Regions from separate parts of the Mus musculus genome. Here region 1 is linked to region 2. Evidence: chromatin contacts called from public promoter capture Hi-C data. All regions are on one chromosome and are shown on one strand. The core of a region is the stretch at or near the end of the contact, and the rest is flanking DNA. Distances in the headings are between cores, read along the strand shown.

Evidence for each region. Promoter capture Hi-C pulls out the DNA fragments that hold promoters and counts their contacts.
Region 1: a contact with region 2 is called in a promoter capture Hi-C map of pre-B cells, with 3 times the contacts expected there. The contact joins the promoter of Epc2 here to the promoter of Gtdc1 in region 2. A contact is called at or near these places in 2 of 39 promoter capture datasets (cranial neural crest and pre-B cells) and 1 of 484 Hi-C or Micro-C datasets (CD4 T cells).

Annotation. Positions count from the first base shown.
Region 1 is chr2:49,448,653-49,453,568 of GRCm38.p6, reverse strand. Epc2 (enhancer of polycomb homolog 2) reads right to left here and starts at 2,083. Exons shown (of 14, transcript NM_172663.4): 1 at 1,611-2,083. The coding sequence starts at 1,763.
Region 2 is chr2:44,923,622-44,928,637 of GRCm38.p6, reverse strand. Gtdc1 (glycosyltransferase-like domain containing 1) reads left to right here and starts at 1,402. Exons shown (of 11, transcript NM_001362987.1): 1 at 1,402-1,496.

The DNA.
Region 1 (4,916 bases), core at 834-3,333, 4.5 Mb before region 2:
TATCACATTTATTTAAAATTCTTAGTACAGTATCTTAGATCTAAACAGGAGATAGTATAAACAGTAACTACCACTATACAACATTCAAGAAGAAATGACAGATTGATTAAATGATCATCTGATTTTTCAACTGGCAGACCTTAGGCAAAAGATAGCAAACATAAGGAAGTAAAACGACGTAAAAACACACGTCCGAAGGAAATGGCTAAGAGAAAGACGTGATCAGCAAAGACAGTACCACGCTACCAAACGCAGTTTCTAGATCATCTATCGGAGACTGCCAGAAGGTAGCTCAAAATCAAGTCAATAACCTCATAAGCAAACTTCTCAAACACGATTCGGTACTATCTGAATCTTAGGCATAAAAGCTGAGTTTTAATTTCCTGAAGGTTTAAAAAGAGGTCTTATTTAATATTCTACTGAAAATGTTAAATCAGGTAATCAAACACCAAAAAGAAATGTGATTAAGTCAAAGCACCAACACAGTGAGGTCAGAATTCGAGCAGCCAATCAAATGCTTAAAGGCATTTCCTGCAATATTAATAGTCAAAAGAGAAAGCCAATCACAGAAACCTCCAGCTTTCTTTTGACAGTAACAGAAGCTAGGGAGCCAATCCACACACACCCGTGGTTGACAATAAGGCGGGACTGAAGGTTCATTGAAGAAATTCTTCAGGGTGCAGTTACTATGAACTCCGCACACAAGTAACAACACTCCAGAGTCGTAAACACTGTCAAATCGGAGGAAATTCAGTCTTGGGTATAACTTAACCCCCGGGAAGAAGGAAACAGCATTTTGTCCAAATTTTAACATCTGGTCAAAAACGCAACTGTCAATGCGGACGCTCTGAGCCCTCAAGTTGTAAACAGCCATCCCGCATGCAACTTCCCCGGACGCTCGCTGCACGGGAAGCGCGGGCCTGGAGGCCAGTTTCAAGCATTCGGGCTCCGTCCTAATTCCGCACAACCGAGGAGGGGCCAGCCCGGCAGGCGAAGCCGGCGTGCAGATCAGAGGACTCGCTAACGCAGAGTCCGGACCGGGGGTCGCTGCCCGGCCGCAGGGATGCATCGCCTACTCCCGCGGCACCTCTAGCGGGCAGCGCAAACCATCACCCATCACCCCACTAGCAGGAAGATGCATGTTTTGAAAGAGCTCTACTTTCCCGAGATCGTTTGTTTCAAAGGCAATTTCGTGCACGCACAAATTTTAAAACGCAACGAAAATAGCGCCTTAGCCCAAGGACCCTTTCTCGACCCATTAACCCCGCTCCCGGCGAGATGTCTACGAGGTAAACAGAGGCTGTACGCCAAGTGCGGGCCGGCGCATCCCTGCGCCATTCCCGGCCGCTGCTTACGGCAGGGCCCCCTTACGGCAGCGTAAGCGGCGCCGAGAGCTAATCACAACACTGGGACGCAACAACATGGCGGCCGCGGGCGGGCGCTGCGCCGGCCGACGGGTTTACGCTACTCCGCCGGCGTAGGGTCCGGAGCGCGCAGCGGCAGCGGCGCCCTCCAGCGAGCGTAGAAGCGCTCTGTGAATGGCGAGGCCCGGCTGACAAAGGGGAGGGGGGAGGAGGGAAGGGGGGGGTAATAAACACTCGAGTCCCTACCGATTCCTCCTCCTTCTCCATCCCGGTGGGCATCTGGGGCACGGCCCGGTTGATGGAGACGCAGTCGTTGAGATCAGGCATGTCCTTGCCGCGGTAGATGGGCAGCGGTTTGGCGGCGTCCAGCGCCCGCGCTCGGAAGGAGAGTTTACTCATTGTCTCCCCGCCTTACAGGAACAGCCCGGGCGGCGGCGGCGGGGCGGGCGGGGAGGGGGGGGGAGCACTCCCGCCGCCTCCTCCACCTCCTTCCTCAGTGCAGCGCGGCCGGCCCGCTCCTCCTCCTCCTCCGCAGTGCCCCCGGCCCCAGCATGGGCGCCCACCCCGCCCCAGAACAGCCCCCCGCCGCCCGCGGCCGCTTCCACACTCTAGATCCGCCGCTCGCCCGCCCGATCCGCTCCCTGCGCCATGGCCAACATGGCGGACATTACCACAGCGGCGGCGAGCGATCCCGGCAGCCCGCGCGAGAGCGCGCCCCCGCCTCGGGGACGCGCGTCGCCCTCTCCCTCCCTCCCTCCCTCCCTCCTTCCTTTCCCTCCCCTGCCTGCCCACCCACTCTCTCCGCGGCGAGGCGCGGCCAGCCCAGCCGGCGAGAGCGAGCCGAGTCCCGGTGGCCCTCCTCGGCGGGACGCTCGGCACGCAGGCGGGGCGGCAGGTGCCAGGTGCGCTCGGTCCCCGGCTCCGGAGCGGGCGCCTCGGTGCCTCCGCCGCCGACTCGCTCCGCGCGGGGCTCCCTCGGGAAGGCTCAGTGCCTAGGACCGCTCGCCTCGGGGGGACAGGAGGCCTCCGCCCCCGGGCCACCGGCCGCCCCTCGAGTCTGCACTTGGACAGCTCTGCTCGCCCCGGCGCCTGCTGGCTGGTTTCGCGCCTCGGGTTTGCGCATCCCCGGGGAGGTCCGACAAGTCCGCTGCGTCTGCCCACGCCGAGAGGCACAGCCCTGCTGCGTCTCGCGCCCTGAGAACTTGGGCAGTCCCTGTCCAGAGGAGCTCTCCAGAGTTAGGCACCGCCGAGAGGATGCTCGGGTAGACAGGAGGGTCAGTAGTTGGAGACTGCTACTTGAAATAGTTGCTGGACGCGGCAACAAGCGGACTTGCACCTGTCATCCAAACTTTCTTAGTTTGATGGTTGGCATTTCTTGAAATCTCTAACCAAAGTATGTGAAAACACTGGTTACAGTGACGACTCAAAAAGAGTTTAATAAAGTTCCGGACTCCAATTAGTTTGCGTGTTACTGTGTTACAACTAAACTGCTGGATAATTAGTAACAAGAGTCGTAACTACTTGAAAGGGCAGCTGCAAAGATGATGGGCCAAAAAAAAAAAAAAAAAAAAAGTAAATTCTTGAAGAAAATGATACAGACCACACAAAAGAGTGATGGAAAGTTAATTACCACATGACATCTATAGTCAGTTGCTGTGACAGGTCAAAGAAATTAGACATAGTTTTGGCCAGAAGTGGTTTGCAAAAGCTCTGCAAAAAGGAATCAAATTGACTCAATTAAATACTAGTCACTATTGATACAAACCTTTGTTGCAGTTTCTTAGTCTTTAAGCAGTACATGTTTCTAAGCAAATTGCCTCACTGTGCAACAGTTTTACCATTTTCTAATCATTGAAAAATACCCTACCTAGCTCATAAAAGGGTAGATGGTTTGCTAAAGTCCAACAATAAAAACGGGTTTCTTTGTCATGTCTTAATATAGCAAAACCATCTATCTCTCTTCATTGCCACCCATTATTTTTCTCTATTTTCTTCTCTCCCTGCTTTTTTTTCCCTCCCTCTCCCCCCCTCCCCCTTGTCTCCAGCTTTTCCTTTGAAAGCTGAATGGTGAATATTGACTTCCTGGTAACACAAAATAATCTAACCAGTCTGTCCGGGGACACTTTGGGATGTTATTCAGTGGCTTTGTTTTATGTCCACTTGTTACTGGTAACAATGCAAACAGACTGTGGCTCAATTCTTGTAAGCAACACCTTTCACATGGTTGTGAGCCTGTGCTGTTGTGAGTGTTACCCTCTGGCGTAGTTCCAATCCTTTGTAAGGAAGAACAAGAAGTTCTCAGAAGGGGGGCTGGGGGGGTCATTATTGAGTACTAGTCTGAAAATCAGGGGGAACAGTGTTTGAAAAAATGAGTCATTGGGGCCTTTTATCTGGATTCTCACCCCTTCTCAGGCTCAGAGACGGTAGCTTCTTTCCAGTCTCTCTGCCTAATGTTACACTCAGAAAAAGAAGTGTGGACATTGTGTGTGTGGGGGGGGGGGTATAGTCCCAAGTAGTTGAAATCCACTCAATTCTTATAGCTATATACTTCTACATAGGGAGAAATGCTGTGATTTTTGCTAAAAAGGAAACAGACTCAGACCTATAATTTGTCAAGTTCCAATACCAGGGAACAGCAGACCTGGATTAACTCTGGATCTATCCTAACTCCAAAACACTTGTTCTCCTAGCTGCACACTTTAGTATCCAAGCTCTTTGGTTTATTGGCCATCCAATGTTCAAAAGTTTCTGACCCAAAGTTAATTAATGAAAGCCCCCAGAGTTAATTAGTGAGAATGGCTAGCCCTACCTCACAGAAAGCAGGCATCTAGTATGTTTGCTGATAGCTATGAAGTCATATCAGCTACACAAAGAATTTCAGTGCTGCTGTGACATTCTACTCCAGGTTGGAGTTTGAGTGCCTTCCTGGCCTGCCATCAGGCCTAGCCATTGATGCTAATTTTTCTTTTCTTTGGCCTACCCAGCAATCCTTGCCATCAGAACTTTAGAAACAATAAGAACATCTCAAAGAAACTTTTTTTTTCTAATGTAAAACTCAACCAAGAGAATGGCTTTTGCATCATAGTTGGTTTGCTGTTGGTCTTTGCTTTAAATGAGAATCAATTTTATCCTCCAATGTTCACTTTTCTTCTTGCCTTGTTGGCAGTGATTACAGAGCTAAGAACAAAACAGTTTGAACCAAATGCCACACCTGAGACACAGTCTGTATTTCCTTAGACTCCAACTCAGTGCCTAAACTCAAATGCCTCTTTCACTTCTGGAAAGTAATTTTTATTTGTATGCAAATACTATTTATTATACTACTTATTTTTGTTTGTTGAGTGCTCTTATTTGTTAGTGCTAAAGACACAAATATCTTTTCAACTTTTGAAGTAAGTCCTCTTAGGAAACTTACCAAAACCTGTTTCAAATGGTTATACAGCTGAACCTATTCTAATCTCCATATGCAATGCACATGTGTGTGTACAGCCATCCTAAAAATCAGTCCACTTCAAATATGTTCTGGATCAATCCAAATGACAGTCATTTAAT
Region 2 (5,016 bases), core at 153-2,652:
CTGGGCATATTGGCTAGGCAACTCATTTTCTCTGGACTTCAGATCTTAATCAGCAAAATAATAATAAAGACTCCCGGTGATCTTAAGTATACAATTCATGTATAAAATTATGGCTTTTTCCAGATTGATGAATAATAGTAGGCTTTGGGCTTTTCCCCAATATTTTATTCTGTGAAAAAGGATTTACTAGATCCATTTGCCATTTGGAATTCTCATTTTCAGCTTTCTGCATTCACTTTTTTTGTGTTTCCCAATTTGTGTAAAAGTAGATGGACAGATGGTTTATTAGGCTTTTTAAATGCTCGGGATACTGTTGTTCAAGTCAACAGAGGTTTTAAGCTTTGGAGGTCCACATAGAGTGTGGGCTTTGTTTAGAACAGAAGATCGTTTTCACTGTTCAATTTAAGGATAACAATGTTTTCTCACATAACTTTAAGCAACTTGTGGTTGTAACTCCAAAGGCCTAATCAGGCTCTGTTATTTTGGTATGCTTAATGCATTTCTGCACTACAGTCTGTTCCAAGTTGTAGCTTTAAAAATGAAGTTACCAGATAAAAGCATAGACCTACCGTTGCATGTTCTGTCTTTGCATGAATCATTTAATCCACAACGTGATCCCAAATACGAAATCACTAATTCAGACTCACAGAAATGTAAGGGAGATAAATTCCTATTTTTAATAGAAACCATTTAGACTTTCTTGGATTCTTTCTGACTTTTAATTGCTCTGTAGCTGCTCTTGTGGGGACCGCAGATATGTTATTATTAATACTCTAAGATGCATCTGTAATACGTATAGTCTCGACAGCCAAAAGGCTGCATATAAGTTAAGTACAGGAAACGCCAGCATCGGCTAGGAGAGGTCCCGCAAGAATTCCGAGGGGGGGGGGGGGGAAAGCGGGGCGTGCTGACCAATACCTGCAGGAGGGTGTGCACTCGCCTTGCGGGGTCCCCGAGGCTTAGGCGCGCCCGGAAGGACAGGGAAGGGGACTACAGGTGCCGGCTAGCCACCTGCCTGAGAACGTGCGAGCCGGTGAGTCAGCCCCCAGACCTCTCAGGGGAAGAGAAGGCCGCAGCGCGAGCGAGCGGAGGCAGCGACCAGAGGAGTGAGAGAGAGTACGGAAAAGCCGAAGGGGCGGCGGGGGCGCTGGCCTGACTGGAAAGCGTACGCGGGGCCCGTGGGCGGAGAGCAGGTGTGAGGAGCCGCGCCACCGTGGAGAGTTCGCCCAGCACCGCGCGTCCTCTGAGTCACCGACTAGGCGTGGAGGCCGCCGTCCGGGGGCGGAGCCTCAGGCTTGTGGGCGGGGAGGGGCGGGGCGAGGGCGGGGCCGGCGCCTGACGCGCCCCAAGGCCGCGGCAGCCGCAGCGGGGAGGGGCTGCGGCCTCGGTGGCGGCCGCGGGGGAGGGGCTCGGCGTCAGCGCGTCGCCAGCTGGGCTGTCGGTGGCCTGGAGGGAGCCGTGGAGGAGGAGGAGGAGAGGAGGAGGAGGAGGAGGAGGTGAGTCGCCTTGGCTGGGAGCTGCGCTGGCCGCGGGAGGCGGGGAGCGCGGCCCCTCCCTCCCGGCGCCCGCCTCGCGGGGCCGCGCCGCGCGGAGTTCCCAGTGGGGCGGCGGCCGCGAGGAGCGGAGGGGGAGGAGGGCGGAGCCGGGGCCGCGCTTCCCGGGCGCACGCGCGGCCTCCTGCTCTGCCCGGCCGCGCTGTGGCCCCGGGCGATGCTTTTCCCTAGCGCGGAGCTTGGGAAGGGCAGAGTCCAGGCGGACACTGGGACATCGTGCCATGGCTCCCGCGCAGCAAGGCCTGGCCTGCGCTTTCCTACTCGGGATCCACCTCAGGCGGCGAGACCCAACACCTCGCGGCCCCTCATTAGAGGATTCGGCATAGGCCTGATGTTTCCGCAGGATCCCGCCTGACGGGGCTTTCTAAAGCGAGGAAGGGCTCTTGGAGTTAATAAGTCTTTACAACTAACCGAACGACAGCAAAGTTGCATTAATAAATCAGTTTAACCCTCGATCTCGCGATAGGCAGCGTCTGCACCCCAATTCCCACTTCGCGGGGCTCGTGCAACTTTTACAGTCGTAGAACTACCCCTCATTGGATAAGCTTTGAAATAATTCTTAAAGTTAGTGCCTTGAGGCCCTGGGAAGTTCAAAGGAAAGGGCTTACATTTTCCCTCCCATCTGTATCACAGTTAAGGAAATGGAAAACGTGAATTGAAGGCGATCGTTCTCCACGCTGAGGATCATCGTCCCCTCTGTGCCCAGCTTGCGTGACTTAGCACCCCTGAAGTTGACTTTAAAGCTTACTGTAGTGGTTAGGTAAAGGAACTGCTGTGGGGGAAAAGGCAGTATAACTCAACAGAGCCATTTTATTGTGTCTTATTAACCCGTTTACCTTAAGCTTTATCAGTGACAAGAGTTTCATGTTGGAACCCACATACCCAGTGAGATACTGAATTTTCATTAGTACATTCCAGGTTTTGATGTGAAATAGATTCTCAGCTTCAACTGAGAAGAATTATACACTGTTGTCCTTAGGGTCTTGTTCTGTATTTAATGAAACAGTTTAATATTGAGGATTGGGGAAACACATTTTGAATCAGGATACTCCGACAAACTTAAACCATACCTACGAATACACTTTATAGCAACACAGTGTCTTTACTTCTGTTCTGAAATCATGCTGACAGTTTTACCTTATAAATCCTAGACTAATAGGACTCTCTGTTGGTGAGGGACCTCAGCAGTGTTATTCAGCTTCACTATTTTACATTTTCCAGAGATTTAGAAGGAACTAACAGAACTACTTGCCTTTATTAAGGATTTACTAGATGGACCCTTCTGATAGACACTCTTGTACCAAACTTGATCCTGATTTGACCAACTCCCCAGCCCACTGAGAAAGTAAAATGCTTTCCTGACCTCTGCTTCTTTCTCTCTTGATTATGGTATCTTAAAACCTGCCAAGTAATCACTGACTTTCTTTTTTAGCCTCCCTTTCAGATCATGGAAGAATAATTTCTAATTTTGACGAATCAGATACAAGTGATACAATTACTTGCAGTTGGCCAACTATTCTTACATCTATCTCTTAAGTTGAAGCATTTCTTTCTATTTTAGTTTAAAAATTTGAATTTAGTCATTTTCAGGTTTTATTTTTAGGAAACAGGTTCTTATATAGCTTAGGGTCAGAAATTTATTATATAGTTGAGGCTGGTTTTGAACTCCTTATCCTCATGCTCCCACTTTCTACCATGCCAGGGTTTTATTAGTTTTTATTAATTTTATTAGTCATATTCTTTAAAAAACATGTTTAATTAAAAAAAAATTGTGTGTGTGTATTCACATGTGAGTGCAGGTGTCTGTGGAAGCCAGAGGTGACAGATGCCCTGGATTTGGGGTTATGTAGATTCTGGGAACTGAGCTGGGGTTTTCTGTCAAAGGAATACACAGTTTAAAAAATTAAAAATATATTCTTTTCTCAGATATTATTACATCCCTACCACAGATTCTCATCCCTCCGCACCTTCTAGTCCCTTCTCCGCCACTCCTCCTCCATTGCTCTTCAGAAAACAGCAGGCCTCTTATGAATATCAACCAAACAAGACATGTGGAGTAAGACTAAGAATCTCTCCTCATATTAAGGCTGGGCAGGGCAGCTCAGTAGGAGGAAAATGGTCTCAAAAGCAGGCAAAAGATTTAAAGAAAGCCTTGCTCTCACTGTTAGGAGTCTCATAAGAAGACCCAGCCATACAACTGTAACATGTATGCAGAGGGCCTAGGGCAGACCCATGCAAGCTCCCTGGTTGATGGTTCAGTCTTTGTGAGCTCCTGTGAGCCCAGGTTAGTTGATTCTGTGGGTTATCTTGTGGTATCCTAGAGTCCTTCCCCTTCTCCTTCTGCAGCTTTTGTTTGGCTGTGGGTCTCTGCTGAGAATTGGGCTAGGCACCAGTCTATGAGTGTAGCAGAATATCATTAGGAATCCTTTCATTGGTTTATTTTATTTTATTTTTGCCACTGTGTTTGGTTCTATCATAGGTCTCTGTGCTATCCAGCCACTGAGTCCTGGCCCTCCCGGTTGGCTGAGTGGTGGGCTCCCTCTCTTCTCATGAATCTCATGCTGGACCAGTCATTGGTTGGCTACTCCCTCAATTTGTGTCACCATTATCTTAGAACATTTTGTAGACAGGACAAACTGTAGGTCAGAGGTCTCACATTTGTAACTGATAGATCAGGTCTGTCCCTGTCATTCATATTCTCGAATCTGGTAGTCTATGAGTCTCAGAAGATTGGTATACCAAAAGTTTTAGAGTTATAGTATGTATGATATTCGGATGGAGAGATCCAATTTAAAAGAGAATCCTAGAATGCAGGAACCCTGAGGTCCTTGTTTGGGTGGGTTGGGATTTTTTTTACATCCCCCACAGCACGATGGTGTAGATTTACTAAATATTTGTTGCTTCTGTGTCTTTTTTTGGTAGGTGTTTTTCGAAAGATGGCCATATGTTTTTCATCTGTATGGCTAGTGTCAAGTGCAGTGGACAGATACTCTGTAAATGTTTTGGTCTTCTGCCAGGTGAATGCCAGGAAATACAAAATTATGATTTTAGTAAAATTAAAATTACTAATTTTTTTCTTTGTGTTGAACCAGTACTGAAAGAATACCAAGGTATATAATATTTTAGAAAATTGGGAAAGGAAGCATTAATTTTGTTCTTTAATGTCACTGAAAATTTTCAGTGTACAGTTATATAAATTTAATGATAGAATACCTCCTTCATACTAGAGTAATGTGAAATTTCTACTGGAGCAAAGTATGATAGCCATGGATTCAGCAGCCTCTAATTGCTACCATAGGCCATATTTTGAAGTTTTGGTTTCACTTTATACGGATGTATTCTTCAGCCCGTAGAATGCATAAATAACATGATTTGGAAGTTTTGACTACTTTGTCAAGCTGTCCTAGAATTGTATTTTAATGTTGTAGTGTGCTTTATGTTGGCAATGGTTCTAAAATACAGT